Regions from separate parts of the Mus musculus genome. Here regions 1, 2, 4 and 5 are each linked to region 3. The links are chromatin contacts, called in public Hi-C and promoter capture Hi-C maps. All regions are on one chromosome and are shown on one strand. Each heading gives the region's core, a stretch centred on a gene start, on an enhancer-like site or on the middle of the called end of the contact. The rest is flanking DNA. Distances are from core to core; before and after follow the strand shown.

Region 1 (3,611 bases), core at 168-2,667, 410 kb before region 3:
GCTTTCATACATTAGTCTGTAGTTCTGAATTATTAGATAAGCAGTATTTAAACAGGAAATAATAAGTTGGAAATTCTGCATTTGCTGCAGAAACACTTGACCTTAGTAGAACAGAAGCATGTGGAAATAATAGCTGCTATGGATTAAATCCTTGTGGCTTTATAACACACACGCCTCTCCATTATTTAATTTGGCTTAGGTTTTATTCAACCACCCACTGGGCAACTGATACATTCCTCACTGGTTTCAGTTATCAGTCTATTTTGACATCTATAATTATTGGCTTTGACCCAGAGAGACAGAAACTATTTGATACATAATAGGCACTGCCAAATACAAATAACTCAAAAGTTGCTTGATTCTATTACAAACTGTCTGGAAAAGTCAAGATCAACGGCCTTGTGGATAGAGGAGTCTAGGATACACATGGAGGACTATATCAACAGTCTTTAGGGAAAAGGGACCACAGTTTGAGTGTTTGGCCTGAGATGAATGTTCACAACTTTTTTGATTTCTCTCTCAAATATTTTTTTCTATGTGAAATCACACATGAAGTTCAGAAAAATAGTAAATTTTCTAAGTTAAGGGAAATTGGATCTTCTCTATTCTTAAAGAGTAATTTTGGTTGCCTCTACCAATAGGAGTCCCTGAGTGGCTAGAAAAGTGTCTGTGTGTGTTTCTGTCCATAAGGGCTTACAAGGGTTTACACTGAGGTCTACTCCTCAAGATGGCTTTTCATATATGTTCTCAGGCAGACAGTTCTGAGTGCTACAGTAGCTATATATAGTAGCTATATGTAGTAGCTAAAGAGGTCAGGAGAAAAAAGATACAAAATCTAAAAGAGAAGTCAGCTCTGTCACTTGAATAGAGGGGGTGACCGCAGTTAACCTACCTGGAAAGGGTTGATGATGCATCTTTCCAAGAGATTGGTTTTGGGTTTTTTGGTCTTGTTTTGTTTTGTTTTTCTATAGAGGAAACTACTTTGAAGAAAAGACTTTTGATTTAGAATAAAACTAGAATCTCTGGGAAGTATGTAATCCACCAATCCAGAGATAGTGAGAGCCAAAAGCCAGTATAAAGTCAATGCGTGCATGAGGCTAAGCTTTATTATCTTTTCAGTAAGGATTCTAATTTTATATGACCTGTTTTCACCAAAGTACCACTGCAATGGTTAAATTGTGTCCATTACCTTCAGAGATATATTTTGAAATTCTAACTTTCAGTATCTCAGGATGTGATCTGTTTTTGGAAATAGGCTGGTAAGATGAGGTCATAGTGAAATAGGGTAGACTCTTAGGCCAGGGCAAGTGATGTCCTTATAAACAAAGAGAATTTTGACATAGACATACATGGGAAGAACACCGTGTAAAGACAAAGACAGAGAATAAGGTAATGTGCTTCAAGCCAAAGAATGCCAAGCATGTGTGACAAACCGGGAGAGGCAGAGAACAAATCTGTCCCCATAACCACAGAAGGAAACCACCCTTCCATAGCCTTGTCCCTAACCTTCTGGCTTCCAGAGCTATGAGATCATTTCCATTGTATAAGTCACTCAGTTTGTGTTCTTTATTAAGCAAACACACATATGTGCATACAAACTGTTAGACTCCCTAAGATCATTTAAACACTGCCCTACTTCAATAGGCTATGGTAAACACCACACTTGATAATTCTACAATAATACTATGCAAATCCTGTAATATTCAAGCAGACATAAGATCACTAGGTAGATGGTGTTTTCATCAACACATGAAAATACAATTACTCCTCAGTTTGCTCTGCCTTTGAAGTCATGGCTGGTGTAAGCCATTCTGATCTTCTCCCAGGAAACTGGTCATTAGCCTACCCAGTGATATTGAATCAGCTTAGTTTCTCTGAAAGCCCCAAGTGCCCATGATTGCTTTGACTGCCTGAGAACCAAACATGTTATTCATGTTGTAGAGATACAAAACTACCTTTTAGCAGATGGAGACATTTTAGATATATTTTGAACCAGAAGATTTCAATGAATTCTATTTGTTTTTTTTTTCTCCACAATTGCTAAACAATGAACATAGTAGGTTAATTGACAAAGTGGCATGGATAGTTGTATTTCTAGTGGGTGACAGAAATCTAGAGAATATTTTTATTAGCTTTTAGGATAAGGTATGGTCTGTCAGAACAAACCATGGTAGGACAGGATAAGCAGATATGGAGTTGGCCTCATCTAGTTTGGAACTGGGCCTTACTTGAGCTGTTGACAGAGGTTGGCCTCAGAGGCTTGCAGTGACATCACATTCAGGTGACTCTGTTCTCTTCACATTTTGCAATAAAAACTTGACACTGTCTGGGGAAGGAAGGCCACACAGTTGGCTTGGTTCAGCAGGATGTGTTCATTTGAGATAGATCTATTTTTACCTGACTTAATATTTGAATGTATCTGAATTTTTTACTTGTGTTTTTTTAAATGGAGACAGTAGTCCACTGGCCAAGGCATACAATATCATCTTCCATACCCAGAATAATGAAGATAGTAGAATGAGCCACTCCTAATTATTGGCAACTGTCAGGATGACACTGAAAGCAATGTGTGTGTCATTCTAAGATGACACCTCTTTCTGTATCTGCAGATGTCTCTGAGATTTCTCCAAGTCCTCATTAGTTAACCCTCGTTTTCCTCTTTATCTGTTGCTGTTCCTTAAACTCCTTCTCATTCCCTTTCTCCTCTATGTTTGGTTTCTGGCTGCTTTTAAGCAATTCCTTTCTTTAAAACCTTGAGATGCCTTTCTCCCAATTATTGGTTTACTAAGTATTAGGAGTTGGTTTGCTAACACTTCAAGGATATTCCAAACTGAGGTACACTCAGGAATTGGTGGACATGGTCATCTCACTGTTGTACTTTCTCTTAATTGTTATAAACATAGACTCTTGATCATTCAAAGATTGTCTGCTGTCCCTGACCTGAATTTACCCCGGTACCACTTGAGTCTCAGACTTTGGAAAAAAAAAATATATATATATTTTAAGACAGGGTTTCTCTGTGTAGCCCTGGCTGTCCTGGAACTCACTCTGTAGAGAGAGGCTGGCCTCAAACTCAGAAATCTGCCTGCCTCTGCCTCCCAAGTACTGGGATGAAAGGCAGAGAGAGACCTTAAATATTTAGTCAAGAATTCTGACAGTCAGTAGAATGAAATTCTTCCACTCTCGATATCTAATCATCATTGCTATCTGACAAGTTCCTGAAGTCCCACCCTCTATATCTTATCACTCTGGCCTGCCCTCTGCAAGGTTCTTTTTGGTTTAGTTTTATTTTTAAATAAAGTAGCAGCAGTAGAAGTCTGTCTAGCCTTGACGTTTCCTCTTTCATTTTCTACGCACTGACCCCCCAACTCTGCTCCTGATCTACAAAATTCTATTTGCACGTATACTGGACTTGAGTGTAGTTTCTTATCTCTATGACAGAACCAGAGTTTTAGTTGTCTTCTGAATAAACTCGGCCTCATTGTCTTCAACAATTTGGGGAGTGAATTTTTTTGCAGTAAAATACTCACCATAACAGACTATAAGATTTTCAAAATGAAACTTTCTCCTTAGCTCTTTAATTAGTGCTGAGGGAGGCAGAGGCAGGCAGA
Region 2 (3,154 bases), core at 634-3,133, 340 kb before region 3:
TACAAAGACCTCAACCAATTCTGGAGTAGGAAGAAGATGCTCTGCCAGCCTGATAGGGCCCTACCCTAATGGGGTCCTGAGATGGTACCTCACATTCTTCAGGATCAGCCATTCAAGTGGTCCTCTCAACATCACTTGAAGGCCACTGTCTGTTTCAGTCCATCATGTTGCTGAAAGACGATGCCTGAAAAAGCAGTGTAAGGAAGGAAGAGTTTATTTGGGTTCACAATTTGGGGGTTCAGTCCACCATATCATCAGAAAGTTGAGGCAGCTAGTCACATTGTATTCACATGTTATGAGGGAGAGAACACTGACTACTCTTGCCCAGTTCTTTTTTTTTTCTTTTTCTTTTTTTCTTTCTACTTAGTCTAAGACACATGCCCACAGTGCTGCCCACATTTCTCTCCTCAGTTAGCCTAATCTAGAAACTCTCCTATAGACATGGACAGAGCTTACTTATTTTAAATCCATCAAGTTGACACAAAGATTATCCAAGATCAACAAGCTTTTTCTAGACCAGCTTGCAATGGTCTCATCTCACTATGAAACAACTATGTCACAATCATCTCTATGCCACAACTATGTCACAATCGTGTGTATCTTTGATGAAGCTACAGCAGTAAACATGCTCGAGAAAATATGTTCCTCTGGTTCCTCTAGAGTCTTCTTAAAAAGTCTCAAAGCAACTTCAAAATGATTAGAACATATTTACTGTAGAAATGAAGGTTAAGCTTCAGGTCCCCATCCAATCCACCTAATTGTCAGATGAGATATTTAAAAGCTTTTTTTTTTTTTTTAATCAGGAATGCCTATAACAGACATGAAAAATTTGGGTTTGATTCTGAACAATGAAAATTTTCACTTATGCAAGGGTTATTTTTCTAGTTTTTTTTCCAAGTTCATCTTCATAAATTTATGCAGAATCATGGTGGTTATTTATATGACCAATGTTTTACCAATACAAAGTTTAAGACAGTGTGTTATGATTTCATGAGGTCTAAATCATCGCTTGGCCAGCCACTCCCATTTCTCTTTCTGTTCCACAATATTATAGTTCCATGGCTAAAGGCATTTAGTGGTTCTTGTAGGTTGACCAGTATCCACATGCCACAGCCCCTTCTCCAACAGTGTTTATAAAGGCCTGAAGCACACAAGAACCATTACACACTTGGCGTCAACCCTAGAGCCTTTATAAAAGAGAGGGGGGAGGGAGAGAGAGGAGAGGGGGAAGAAAGTGGGGAAAATGGAGAGAAGAGGGGAGAATGGGAGAGAAAAAGAGAGAAAGAGAGAGAGGGGATAGAGGGAGGGAGGGAGAGAGAGAGAGGAGAGAGGAGAGAGAAAATAAAAAGGAAATCTAAATTCTCTCCATCTCCATTCCAGGACACTCATGTACTCTGACGATTCCTAAGCCTCCAACTTAGAGTGTCACTGCTACTGAATCCCCAACTTTAATTGAAGTTGGCAGATAGCACAACAGCAAACTATGGTTTGGGGATCACGTGGAGATTCTTAGTTTTCTGGAGAATTTAGAACCCACGCCAGACCACCTCCAAGTTTTCAGGAATGTAGTAAGTTATGGGATTCCAAAAGATCCAGTTAGCTCTCATACAGATGGCAGCCTACTTGCTGTTTGAGGAGAACAGCCATCCAGAGGACCAGAGAATGTCACTGAGTAGTAAATTGAATAGACCAGTTCAGTACCAGGTTTGGTCCTTAGGACAAATATATTTTCAGACCAAAAAAAAAGATATTTGAAAATTTTTGCTTATTGTTAATGAAGTCCATTTCTGCCTCATGAACATATCTCCTTAGATGGGTGCCTGGTGCTTCCACAACTTAGTCACCAGCTCAGGCGCTAGTGTACAAATTCTTGCTCTGGAATGACTCATTGCTAAGGTTCAAGTCGTCACATTCCTTATGGAGTCAAGGTTACTATAATTGTCACTGCTATGTCCAGCAGCCTGGGAAGGGCAATGGAGTGAAGGGAATGTCACACATGCCATCATAAGTCACTCCCTCATCCTTCTGTGGGGATCTGGCTGGAACCTAGAGAGGTGAAGGAGGAGTTGATCTGTCTGGCTGATGTAGACACAGGGACCACAGCGGCTTCAAGAATGGAATCTGAGTTGAGATTGTCCACCAGGACGCATGTGAGTGGCTTTAATTTATGGCACCAACATTTTGGCACTCAGCAGCCACCTCCATCCCAGGCAGAGCGCGATACCGGTACATCCATCCAAAAGATACTGCAGGTGTTTCCAGAGGGAAACCAACTTTGATCATTCCTCCCAGACAGCAAAGAAAGCCATTTCTTTGCTAGGTAGAACTAGCAAAACTCAAGTTTTATTTCTTATCCCTTCCCCCACCAAAAATTATTATTGTCTTAAATATAGTGCAGTAGAAAATTAAAATACAAAAAAATTAAAATACTGTCAATATTATATCTATTACCAAACAGAAGATAAGTGTAAATTCATAGAATAAGCTTCGTCTAATTGTTTTGGTCCATATCCCCTTTTATTATTATTTTTTAAAGCATCCCCCACAGTCATTCTTTCCACACACAGGCATCCCTGGGATCAGGGGCCTACCATGAGTTACTTTCCGATATCTTGGTTGTCATCCTACAATAACAGTTTGCCCAGTCTTACTTTCCTAGTTTTTATTACACATGTAGAATATATCATTTTTTTTGGCTCTCAAAATTAAATATCATAAATAAAAGCATTAAACACAGTGTTTTTGGAGACTCTGGCTCATCCACAGCAACTCCCTCCTCTGCTCTCTCTCTCTCCCAAATGTTCCTGAGTTTGAACACTGAATTAGATAAATAGCAGTCTGTCTCATCAGCAACAGACTCATCCTCCCCCCGCCTTGCTTTCTGCCTCATTGACTGTCTATTATCACTCTTTTGCCTTAGGCTTTACCAGGGAGATTGCTCTCAGGAAGATCCCTCAGGCTTTCGTGCCTTGATCTTAGTCATTTTAAAGTTTATCCAGCACCATCCAGGATGGCAGAAGCAGGCAGATCTCTGAGTTAGAGGCCAGCCTGGCCTATAGAACGAATTCCAGGACAGCCAGAGCTATACAGAGAAACCCAAAAGCTAACAAATAAAGTGCTAAAGTCAGGTTTATAGACACATAATTAGGTGATG
Region 3 (3,657 bases), core at 1,030-3,529:
TGAAGCTGGAAACCCCAGACATCTTATAGTCTGATATGAAGTTGCTAAGAATAGACCTGAAAGCTTGTTTTGTGCAATGCTCTTGAGTTTGTTCCAAATTCTGAACCTGCAGCTGTTAGTTAACAGGTAAAAGTAGATTTTTCTAAGAGGAAAATTGGTTTTGAAGTAAAAGGATTTTGAAGTGTTATGACTTTTGGCTTTAAAAAAATGATAATGTTGATTTTAATCCCCATAAGAAAGGACTTTACAATTAAAAAGTCAGGCTTTTATAAAACAGTTGTGGGGATGATCAAAATATTTGGCCAGAGAAGCCATAGCCTGACAAAATACACTTTTCTGTCTATTGATATGAGAATGAATTAGAGAAACTGTCACCGACCAAGCCAGGAAAATTTGAGCATTCATATAAGTAATCTTAGCAACAGAATAAAATCCATTGCTAACTAGTAAATAATATAAGAAACAGTGATCCATACAGAGATAATTATAGGTAAACTAGAAAACCAAAAGCTTGTGATGAATGGAGTTATTGTATAAGCCAAAATATTTTATGCAAACTATTTCTTAATCAAAAAAGAACAAAGGTTTAATATCTATGGTAGAGATTAGTTAGTCACCAAATGAACACCACACTGATGCTGTAGACCACAATCCTGTGCCACCCGAGAGACTACAATGAGGACCAACAGCCATTATGCCCCCCTGACAAGAGTGCATGGCCTGATCTACCACTAGGAAACACCCACAAAAGACACAAAAACATTTTACAGAATAATTGGTCTAGAATGTTCTAAAATGTTAAGGCCGTAGGAGTTCAAGATAAATCAAACTGATCAGATTAAAATGCATTAAATAAACAGATCATGGCAACTGGATGTAATGCCAGCCTTTAGGCTGGGACCTATGGCTACCCAGGGCATTACTGCAAGAATGTCAGTGATGCCTGGAAGCTATAGGGTGACTATGCATCAGCACTAATCTTGAATATTAACAGTGTATTGTGCTTCTTTTCAGTATTCTTATAAAATACACACCCAAATGTTCAGGAGAGATGGGATGAAGTCAGCAATTTGCTCTTAATAGTCCAGGAGGACAGGCAGATAGTTGGCGAATGGCTTACCACACAAGCATGAGAACCTGAGTTTGATGTCCACGGTAAAAGGCCAGGGGCAACATGGTGCACATGTCTGTCGCCCTTTGTCCACATTGAGGATCCCTTTGGGCTCACTGACCAAACAATAGAGACTGTCTGTGAGCTCCAGGCGCAGCAAAATACTCTGCTCCAAAAACTTTAGGTGGATCTCAATAAATAAATACAGCATAAGTCTCTGACTTCCACACTCATGTACACACACACACACACACAAACACATACATACATACCTGCATGCACACACACACACACACATACAACACACACACACACACAAAACAAATTAATAAATCTTTAAAACTTAAACCTTTTCTACTAAAGGTCATTTTTCTGATAGATTAACTGAGAAGTTATCCTAAAATAAAAGTAGATTTCTGCTGAGACCAGTGCACAGATTAAAATTGAGGTTAACATTGCAAACACTTATCATTTTGTTTTACAGTCTATGCCAACTGTTGTGACTTAGTCATCTCATGAAAATCTCCAGGTGATTTCTATGTAATAGCCAATACTCACCGTCACCATCCACAAATTAGAGTTGTCACATAATATTTCATTGTTACATTAATACCCAGCATTTGATGAACTATATTATTTTCTTTAGAATAGTGGTTTAACAGATGTATTAGGCTGAAAAATTTAAATGTATTAAAGCTGTCCAATGCGACCAAAAAAAAAAAAAAAAAGACTGTCGAGTCTTGTAAAAACCATTGCTCCAGAAAATAAGAAATTATAGCTCATGAACATTAAACCATCATGCCTCTTCCCTGAAAGTAAGCCAGGTGTAATTTATTAAGTAATAAATTATTACATCATAGTGGCTGTCAATTCCTACTCACAGTGATTTAAAATTCAGTTCTCAATGACTGTATATTCTATCTGAGATAACTGATTTTGCAAAAATAAGTCATATGTATTTATTGAAAACTTTTACTTAAAAGCTCGTGTTTTCTAACCAGTCACTCAAGCTCTGCTTCCCGGGGAAGCACCCGCCTTTTTCAAGTGTTTTATCAAGTGTACAGGAAAATCAGTGCACTTCATATAAATGAAAACCAATCACATCGTCTGCATCAGCTCCGGAAAAGGGTGGGGGTGGGCAGGGCTCCCCCCCCCCCCGACCTCCGTTACTAGGCAACGGGATGCTGCGGCTAGAAGCGGCAGAGCTGAATGCTTGGGGCAAGGCAGTTGGTGGAGAGATCTTAAGCGACAGAAATGAGCCCCGGTAAGAACGATCCGGGAGGCTGTCCTCTAGAGGGAGGCTCTGGGAAATGGAGGATAGTGGAACCACACCCATGTCCCTTCATCCCAAAGCCTCCGGAGTTTTCCGGATGGGTCTGGTGTGCGTTATCTTCCCGACCTCAAATCCCCTGCTCAGTGAGAAAGCACTCGCCTGCCCCCTGGCGGGATGCCGCCTTCACCCCTATTTGCAGAGTTGACATCTCTACCTGATCATAGCGCGCCCTCTGGTGGCCACAGAGGGCGTGGGCGACCCGAATGTCCGTGCCTCGCTTCTTCACCTTCCCAGGCTACCTTCCAGCTCCAAAAGCTGTGCTCGGGTCTGTTCCAGAGAAGCACCTCGCGGAAGAAGATGAAGTTGACTCCATTCTCCTTTCAGCATCCAAGATCCTGAATTCCTCTGAGGGGGTAAAGGAAAGCGGGGGCAATGAACCAGGTAAAATCTACGTTTTTGCAGTAAATATTGGTGGGAAATGAGCTATAGCATGGGGAGGATATTTGAAAGAATTCAAACAGCCACGAGTTCCGATAAACAAAGACTCAGATGTGTAGAGTAACTTGAGGACCACAGAACACTGCCATTGGGATCTCACTTCCTGAAGAGAAGCCCAAAGGGACAGCACCCCTCTCACATGGGTGCACAGTGGGACATCAAGAGAAGGAGCCAGGACTTATGAGCAAAGGTGGCTTTTAGATTGATGGGTGGGACCCCAATCGTGAGTTCCCCAGGTGAGGCAGAGAGAATTGATGGAGTAGACATGGGACTGGGTTCCTTTTCACACGTTAGCCAATGCAAGGCCACACCTCCCCTGATAAAAGTCAACTTGATTGAAGATGGAGAACATGGAGGATGAGTAGACCATCGCTTTCTGTATTCCTCTGTTACCAGGCATGAAGACCTGTAATCTTCCCTGAGGAACCAGCAAAGTGGGGCAGGGTAACGAGACTAAATACCATCACAGATGGTTAAAGACATTTAAATAGCCTAGTATTTACCCCTGCGCTCAACAAAGGTCAGAAAAGCTGGAGTCGCCTCAATACGGCAAGCGCATGTGTGTTGCACTTAGAGGCTGAGGAGATGGTTTCAGGAGTGAAGTTCTTACTGGGCAAACATCAGCTCGAATCCCCTGTAAAGGTCAGACTCAGGGGAGACAGAATCCGGGAAGCCATGGACCATTTAGCCTCATGAACACAGCAGCAAATAAGAAGAGTTCACCTCAAACACAGTAGATGACTGATACTCCTGTGATACTCCACAGCATGACTTA
Region 4 (3,610 bases), core at 114-2,613, 320 kb before region 3:
TCGGTAGGTCTTATACTTGCTAGCTCAGAAGAACAATTTGTTTTATTTAGGGAAAAAAATGATGGCTTGTATATAACTGATTTGCAGAGCAGAGAGAAACATATTTTAAATAATACGCAAGAAACCCTGTGAGGTCCTGGCATGCTGTGCTGGCTGGCCTTCTGGGCTTGTGTTTATCACAGACCAGCAGAACCTGAATAACAAGTATTCATGGTCAATGAGTGTCCGTGCTTCAGTAGGTGAGTGCACTTTGTGGGCCACTTAAAGTAAAACAGCATTTCCAAGAAGTCCCAACTGTGGGCGGGGGTGGGGGTGGGGGACGGATCATCAGAGAAAACTCAACAGCTCCAATCCACAAAGCACACAGCAGTAACCATCAATAGTTGAATTGAGAAAGCCTTCCGTCTGAGTGCACAGTTCCTGAACCATCTCACAGTTCCCGAAGCATTAACACACCGCAAAGATTGGCTTCCCCACTTAGATTTGTGTGTGTGTGTGTGTCCACTTAGATTTTACTTGAATGAAGATGTTCGGCTTCTGTAGCACGTGGATCTTCAAAGGCTGGAGGGCCAGCTTGTTTAGTTAACTGCAGAAAGACTCCCTGCCACGACCTGGGATACTTCACTCCGCAGGAGTGCGAGGTGAAGACGTCTCCACCAGCTGAGAGAGGAGCTGTTGAGCAGGGGAGGTGGCTCACAGCAAATGAGAGGAAATAAAAACCATTCTTTTCATAGTGCAGTTAGGCGCCCTGTAAAGAAAGGTTAGAAACAGAAATTGTTTCTTTCACTTCAGTAGCAACCTATAGTTGGGTTTCCAAGTGATAATTGTTGCTAGTAAGAAAACCAGCCTTTAAATTGGAATAATGTTTTCTTTCCTCCTTTTGCTGGGGTCAGAAAGGGGAGGGGCGCATTTCCTCACCCAGCAGAGTGTCACAGCTGTCATTTGATGACAAGGACAAGTTAACAGGATACACATTTTTTAAAAATTCACTTAATCAAAGTTTATGTGTCCCCGGGGGCCTTCAGAAACAAAGACCCAAAGACCTAGGGAAAGCTCTTTATGCTAAGGCAGCAATAAGGAATGGACAGTTATGCTGAAATGCGATTGGATGAACGCTGAATTGTGATTGGATGAAACGGGATGATGTAATGTGGTAGGTGGGGGAAGGGCTGTCTGATAGGAGTTCCTTGGTTTCTGTGCAGCATTCTTTACCAATGGGCAGCGCTTCCACAGAATAAGGATCTTCTAGGGACGAGTGAGAAGAGAGAAACAATCTTCTTAATTTTATAGACCGCTTTGAGGAGCTGTCAAAAATCTAATCAGCACACCCAGTTGTGTGTCTTCTACCAGCGATCATACATCCAGACTTTTACTTACTGAAAGTAGAGCTAGGGCATTGGGTGAGTCCATGGATTTGTTGCTGCTGCAGTTCACACAATATGAATATCTTTTGTGCCATGAGTATCTTTTAAAAAATAGGTTAGAACTATGAAATAGGATCTTGATACTCTTCTTGGTCTTCTTAGAACGTTCTAAATTCTGAAGCACACCGTGAGATCCTAAGAAAGGGAGTAGTTACCAATGTCCACAATTTCTTTGTGTGTAGACCCATTTTTAACAGCTGTATAATCTCTCTCTCTCTCTCTCTCTCTGTGTGTGTGTGGGGGGGGGGTGTGTGTGCACACGCGTGTGCGCGCGCGTGCATGCACATATATAAGCCAGAAATCAACATGGGTCTTTCCCAATCACTCTACACCTTATTTTTAAAGATTTACTTAGTTTTATTTTACACATCTGAGTGATTATCCTGCACATGTGCGTGTGTATGTGCCTGTGGAGGAACTGGAATTACTGACAGTGTGAGCCATCAGGTAGATTCTGGGAACTACCTTACTTTTTTGAGAGAGTGTGTCTCAATAAACCTGTAGCTTGCTAACTTTGCTAGATTGGCTAACTAGCCAGCACACAGGATATGCCTGTCTCCAGCTCCCAGGTGCTGAAATTACAGGCGATTTTTTTCCCCTTTAATGTGGATACTATGGTCTTAACTCAGTTCATCCCTCATGCTTGTGAATCCACACTTTACTGATGTAGCTTCCTCCCTGGTCCTTGGTGACTTTTAAGCACTGAGCCTTTCCCCATGCTGTGTAACACAGAAGTCTGTTCTTTTTTTAAAGTGTTCTTTTTATATGTTATCAGATTCCAGCCAACTTTGCCGTTCTCAAATAAATTATCACACCTCCATGATGCTAAGACATAATACATGGTTGGCAATTTAACCTCCCAGGAAACAAGACATGTCTCATTCAGGTCACAGTCACAGCATCTTTATTGTGTCCATCCAAGAAAACCCAGCAAAGGCAAGAAGATTCTGAACAGAAAAGCAGCTCACTGGCTTAGGAGTGCTTCGGTGCTCACTGTTTCTCAGATTGGGGGTCTCGAAGGCTTCCAGAACACTAGCAAAAAATACTGCATCTGAGGGTTGGTGAAGTGGTGCGGTGCAGGCCTCCATTATCTCTATTGCCTCTATTATCCCTTCTCCTCCTTCTTTCTTCTTCTTCTTCTTCTTCTTCTTCTTCTTCTTCTTCTTCTTCTTCTTCTTCTTCTTCTTCTTCTTCTTCTTCTCCTCCTCCTCCTCCTCCTTCTCCTCCTCCTCCTCCTCCTCATCTTCTTCTCTTCCTCCTCCTCCTTCTCCTTCTTCCTCTTCTCCCCTTTCTTATTTTTCTTCCTTCTTCTTTCTTTTTCTTTCTCCTTTCTTCTCCTCCTTCTTCTCCTTCTTCCTCCCCCTCTGCTTCCTCCTTCTCATCTTCCTCCTCCTCTTCTTCTTCGAGATTTATTTTATCTTATTAAATTATTTTTAGGTATACATATATAGGCATGGGAAGCAGGGGTGATATGTGCACATAAGTGCAAGTGACCAAAAGAAGTCAAAAAAGGATGCTAGATTCCCTGAAACTAGAACTACAGGCAATTGTGAGCTGCTCATTAGAGGCAGTTGTGAGCTGCTCAGTGTGGCTTCCTGGAAATGAACCCTGGTTCTCTGGAAGAGCACTCCACATTCTTAACTGATGAGCTACCTCTTTCCCACCAGCCCCAGTATTTTACGTCTATTGATTCTGAAATGTCAAACTTTGAAAAGCACTAGACAGTGAATGCTGCCATTCAGAACAGTCCAAGTCTGTATGAGAAGAATTTTAGGAATATCTTCACCTAATAATTTCAAGTCTTTCTTGTACACAGAGGGAGAGATGGGAAAGGGCAATCTAATGGATTTGAGAAAGAGCTTACAGTAAACAGTAACCAAAATCCCAGTGTATAAAAGAACACTGCATCTCACTTTTACTGGCAGCATGCTGATCATTTTTCTCTTTCTCATTTTAGTAGAACATAAAATATCAGTATAGCTCATAATCCGAGTTTCTCATTTTGTTGGAACTTTTTGGCACCTAAAATAAATACCTTACATAGAGAAGATATCCAACAGATACCTGATAATAATGATGGATAATGAAAGCAGCCAAAAAATATAGAGCCCTATACATTACTAAATTAAAACAAATCACCCAAGGAAATGTTCCGTAAGGCCTCCTTTCTAAAATACAAATATAGG
Region 5 (3,547 bases), core at 109-2,608, 300 kb before region 3:
GGATTTTTTTTCCCCTTTGTTATTGTTCTTAAGGATTTACATGATTTTATTTGATGTGTATGGATATTTTCCCTGCACCTAGCACTTACAGGACATTGTGTGGTACCTGTGGAGTCCAGAGAGGCTATCAGATCCCCTTGGAATTTGGGAGTTGCAGAAGGTTGTGGACTACCACATGGACGCAGGAACTTAGGTAGCCACGGTTCTCAGCTAGAGCATCAGTTGCTCTTAGCCACTGATCCAGCTCTCTGACTCCCTTGACTTCTTTGAAAGAGGCCAGGCTGGCTTCCAACCCCTAATCCTCCTGCCTCTGCTTCCTGAGTACTGAGATTGCAAACATTTGCTACCACATCCAGATAGACTGCCAGATCTATATAAACAACATAGTGGTCAAGATGAAAATGTTAGAACCAATCGGTTGTTCCAACAGCGCAGATAGTCTTGTGTTTTGTGTGCTTGTCTGCTAGGTTAGACAATTTTAGGTAAGGGGAGGTCATGTGAGTACCTAAGGTTAAAAACAAAAAAAAAAAAAGATCAATGTTTGGTCAGAACAAAAGTGGCAAGCAAAACTGGACTCCGGCTTTAGAATGGCAGCTGGGACATTGAAGGCATTCAGGAAACAGGTTGGTCCATGTACTGGCTAGTTTCGTGTCAACTTGACAAAGCTCCTTTATTACAGAGAAAGGAGCTTCAGTTGAGGAAATGCCTCCATGAGATCCAACTGTAAGGTATTTTCTCAATTAGTGATCAAGGGGGAAAGGTCCCTTGTGGCTGGGACCATCTCTGGGCTGGTAGTCTTGGTTCTATAAGAGAGCAGGCTGAGCAAGCCAGGTGAGGCAAGCCAGTAAGGAACATCCCTCCATGGCCTCTGCATCAGCTCCTGCTTCCTGACCTGCTTGAGTTCCAGTCCTGACTTCCTTTGGTGATGAACAGCAGTGTGGAAGTATAAGCTGAATAAACCCTTTCCTCCCCAACTTGCTTCTTGGTCATGATGTTTGTGCAGGAATAGAAACCCTGACTGAGACAGTCCATTAAATCTTCAGTCAGCATAGCAAATGAATAGATGGCCCACAGTAATCAGATCTTCTGTCCACATTGTCCTGATGCTGACATGTGATTTTTTTAAAAGGCCATTTTTACTCAGAGATAAAAAAGCAAATAAGGAGACGTTTCTTATTTTTTATTTTATTTTTTGAAATTACAAAACAGACGAGAAGGAAAAAACTGAAAATTTTAGGAAATGCTATTATTATTTTTTAAAGCAAAATATAGTCTTCCTGAAGAAAAGCACTCACTGAGCTCCAACAGTTTCATAACACAGGACTACTGCCAGGACCTGGGGAAAGCTTAAATGTATCTTGGAGTGTCATGAATAATTCAGACAAGGAAATGCGATTTCTGTTCCTTCTAAAGTATCTGGCTCTATTCACACCCATTGAGAAAACAAGATCAACGAGAACGAATTCACATTTGCCTTCTATTTAAAATAGCGTAAGGAAGATCATTTAAACACCACAAATTCTAAGCTTTTTCTCCTTATGCTTCAGAGTATAATTAGAGAGCTTAAGCTAGGAAATAGTGTCAATTTAGGGAGATCTTTTAAAGTTGAAAACCCGTAGAAGCTGGAAGACCTTAGATAAGTAATCAAAATAACAGCTTCCAAATGGATTCAAGAAAACGAAAGCTCAGATACTTAGCATTCGGTAAGCTAGAAAAACATTTCTGTTTCAGGTTTATTTTATTTTATAATTATATGTACGTATGCCTGTGGGTCGGTTTATGTTCCCGTGCCAGTGCCTGCAGAGTTCTGAAGTGTCTGATCAGTCTGTGGATGGTGTTCCAGGTGGTTGTCAGCGGCGGGGCATTGGTGCTGGGTTTCAAACCTGGGTCATCTGCAAAAGCAGAAAATGCCGTTAACCCAGAGGCAGGGCTCCAGGCAAGCTGCAGAAAATATTAGTCCAAAAATGATCCAAACCAATCAACCTAAGGATGCTGTAAAGTAAGCACTTGCCCCATGCTAGCTACTATCCTAAGATCTTTATGTGTGTTAACTCTCACAGAAGGGCTGGAAATCATGAACACACCAAGAATAGGCACTTTTCAGGCCATGTGACTCAGCAGTGCTCAGCAGGACTTTCGTGATCGGTCAGCTGAAGAAAGACTTAACACAGTCATCTACCTAGTTGTTCCTTACACTTTGCCCATTGCATCTTTATGCCATTTAAATAAAGCTATTCTATGTATGTCTAGTCATCCCATGTGAATGTAAATTCCATGAGAAAACAACAGTGCTTTGGCTGTTTACTGCATCATGGCCTTGGCCAGAAGTAAGTGGTGGCTGGAAAGTAGACTGAATGGGTTGTAGACAGATAGGTTCCTGTCTGTCAATATAACCTGTGTGAAAGAATAGAGGTTAAATTGAAGTAGGGAGAACCGATTGCTTTTGACTTTCATCATGAGAAAATTCATATGGCCCATATGTCTTCAGATGCTCTTTTTGTTAAGAGATTTTTGTGCATGGGGTTCGTGCCCTTTTTAGGTAAAACACTAAGCTAATGTCTCAGGAATCCTTTGAAGTCTTCAAGGTATCTTGAACAAAGGAAGCCCTGACACAATAGAAAATAACTTGGCTCATTTAGCACACTATCAACTTCCCCACAATTTAATCTTGAAAACAACCAGCCTTGTGGTAGTGACATCTGAGAATTAAAAAAAAATAAAAAATAAAAACAGCAAAGAGTAGAGTCGTCTGATTTACTAAAGAAACAAGAGTCATCCCTTTTCACTATACCTGTTTAGGGAAAAGGATTTTCTTAGTTCCATGTCTTAGGCACTGAGGGTACATCCTGAAGTCTCTGACTTTACATAGAAACATGTCTTTTCAGATAAGATGTGGTCTGAAATCTGATTATGTTCTTGACTTCCTTTCTACCAGAGCTTTAATTCTATAAAACGAACCTAACTGATTACAGTTTCCTCTCAATTATGCAAAAATTCCCTTCCCCTGTATATAAAGTATTTGGACTGCATTTTAAATTAATTTTTAGATTTATTATCAGGACAGAAGATACCACCTTCTTATTTAATAAAAGCAAATGATAATCTAAGTCATAAATAACCTGGTGTAGTTTGAAAAACCATCATCCTTTTGACCCAGTGACCCACTAGTGCTCCACAGTAACTGTGATCCATTAAAGTCATTTGACTTAAGCTGTAGATTATTATGGAATGTTGTATTACTTCATAATCATTTGAAACCCTAAATTTTTTCTTCCTTTGAAAGAAATAATAATAATAATAATAAAAAACATGCCCTCAGAACTCTTGTTTCCTCCCTTTGGAACTCGGATATTTATTTTCATAGCTGTTGGAAATGCAAAGATTAGGATCATCAACTTGACTCCTAGAGGATGTTCTGTCTGTGGACTACTGGTTCCCACACTCCTCAGTGTTTTATTGCACTCGGCTTCTACTCCAGTCTGTGAGGAGAGGTCCTGCAAGTCCACAGTACAGAAAAGACCCACAAGTAAGACAGGATCCGGAGGGG

The links. Promoter capture Hi-C pulls out the DNA fragments that hold promoters and counts their contacts. A called contact is a pair of places that touch in the nucleus more often than the background predicts.
Region 1: a contact with region 3 is called in a Hi-C map of myocytes, with 2.1 times the contacts expected there. The contact joins the enhancer-like site here to the promoter of Ccdc110 in region 3. A contact is called at or near these places in 15 of 39 promoter capture datasets (the 3T3-L1 cell line, 3T3-L1-derived adipocytes, the C10 cell line and 9 more), 2 of 484 Hi-C or Micro-C datasets (myocytes and nephron progenitors), 1 of 115 datasets of contacts at active chromatin or transcription factors (embryonic basal ganglia) and 2 of 9 other capture datasets (embryonic stem cells and pancreatic islet).
Region 2: a Hi-C map of the C2C12 cell line shows a contact between it and region 3, with 3 times the contacts expected there. The contact joins the enhancer-like site here to the promoter of Ccdc110 in region 3. A contact is called at or near these places in 13 of 39 promoter capture datasets (the 3T3-L1 cell line, 3T3-L1-derived adipocytes, the C10 cell line and 8 more), 1 of 15 datasets of contacts at CTCF or cohesin (large pre-B cells), 4 of 484 Hi-C or Micro-C datasets (the C2C12 cell line, cortical neurons, embryonic fibroblasts and 1 more), 3 of 115 datasets of contacts at active chromatin or transcription factors (embryonic basal ganglia, embryonic stem cells and stem cell-derived neural progenitor cells) and 1 of 9 other capture datasets (embryonic stem cells).
Region 4: a promoter capture Hi-C map of stem cell-derived epiblast-like cells shows a contact between it and region 3, with 3 times the contacts expected there. The contact joins the enhancer-like site here to the promoter of Ccdc110 in region 3. A contact is called at or near these places in 11 of 39 promoter capture datasets (the 3T3-L1 cell line, 3T3-L1-derived adipocytes, the C10 cell line and 7 more), 7 of 484 Hi-C or Micro-C datasets (the C2C12 cell line, cerebellar granule neurons, embryonic stem cells and 4 more), 7 of 115 datasets of contacts at active chromatin or transcription factors (embryonic basal ganglia, embryonic stem cells, large pre-B cells and 1 more) and 1 of 9 other capture datasets (embryonic stem cells).
Region 5: a Hi-C map of cortical neurons shows a contact between it and region 3, with 3 times the contacts expected there. The contact joins the enhancer-like site here to the promoter of Ccdc110 in region 3. A contact is called at or near these places in 9 of 39 promoter capture datasets (the 3T3-L1 cell line, 3T3-L1-derived adipocytes, the C10 cell line and 5 more), 1 of 15 datasets of contacts at CTCF or cohesin (stem cell-derived epiblast-like cells), 10 of 484 Hi-C or Micro-C datasets (cerebellar granule neurons, cerebral cortex, cortical neurons and 5 more) and 4 of 115 datasets of contacts at active chromatin or transcription factors (embryonic stem cells, large pre-B cells and stem cell-derived neural progenitor cells).

The regions. Positions count from the first base shown.
Region 1 is chr8:45,527,629-45,531,239 of GRCm38.p6, forward strand. The region is part of intron 1 of Sorbs2 (sorbin and SH3 domain containing 2); the gene reads left to right. Among named protein-coding and RNA genes, the nearest start is that of Sorbs2, 22 kb to the left of the region's middle. Within about 2 kb of position 1,418, at least 31 of the 459 cell types and tissues checked have an H3K27ac peak or open chromatin away from gene starts, as enhancers often do. A contact at or near this core is called in the SN4741 cell line and myocytes, where this site is marked.
Region 2 is chr8:45,596,233-45,599,386 of GRCm38.p6, forward strand. All of the region lies in intron 1 of Sorbs2 (sorbin and SH3 domain containing 2), which reads left to right. It overlaps Gm16351 (a long non-coding RNA gene), which reads right to left. Exons shown (of 5, transcript XR_003947381.1): 1 at 457-3,154; 2 at 89-184. Among named protein-coding and RNA genes, the nearest start is that of Gm16351, 7.1 kb to the right of the region's middle. Within about 2 kb of position 1,884, at least 40 of the 459 cell types and tissues checked have an H3K27ac peak or open chromatin away from gene starts, as enhancers often do. A contact at or near this core is called in the C2C12 cell line, embryonic fibroblasts and myocytes, where this site is marked.
Region 3 is chr8:45,932,340-45,935,996 of GRCm38.p6, forward strand. It overlaps Ccdc110 (coiled-coil domain containing 110), which reads left to right and starts at 2,280. Exons shown (of 7, transcript NM_001033246.3): 1 at 2,280-2,375; 2 at 2,679-2,825. The coding sequence starts at 2,366.
Region 4 is chr8:45,614,623-45,618,232 of GRCm38.p6, forward strand. The region is part of intron 1 of Sorbs2 (sorbin and SH3 domain containing 2); the gene reads left to right. Among named protein-coding and RNA genes, the nearest start is that of Gm16351, 12 kb to the left of the region's middle. Within about 2 kb of position 1,364, at least 28 of the 459 cell types and tissues checked have an H3K27ac peak or open chromatin away from gene starts, as enhancers often do. A contact at or near this core is called in stem cell-derived epiblast-like cells, where this site is marked.
Region 5 is chr8:45,633,988-45,637,534 of GRCm38.p6, forward strand. The region is part of intron 1 of Sorbs2 (sorbin and SH3 domain containing 2); the gene reads left to right. It overlaps Gm51529 (a long non-coding RNA gene), which reads right to left. Exons shown (of 3, transcript XR_003947382.1): 3 at 1,029-1,892. Among named protein-coding and RNA genes, the nearest start is that of Gm51529, 5.9 kb to the right of the region's middle. Within about 2 kb of position 1,359, at least 14 of the 459 cell types and tissues checked have an H3K27ac peak or open chromatin away from gene starts, as enhancers often do. A contact at or near this core is called in cortical neurons and forebrain, where this site is marked.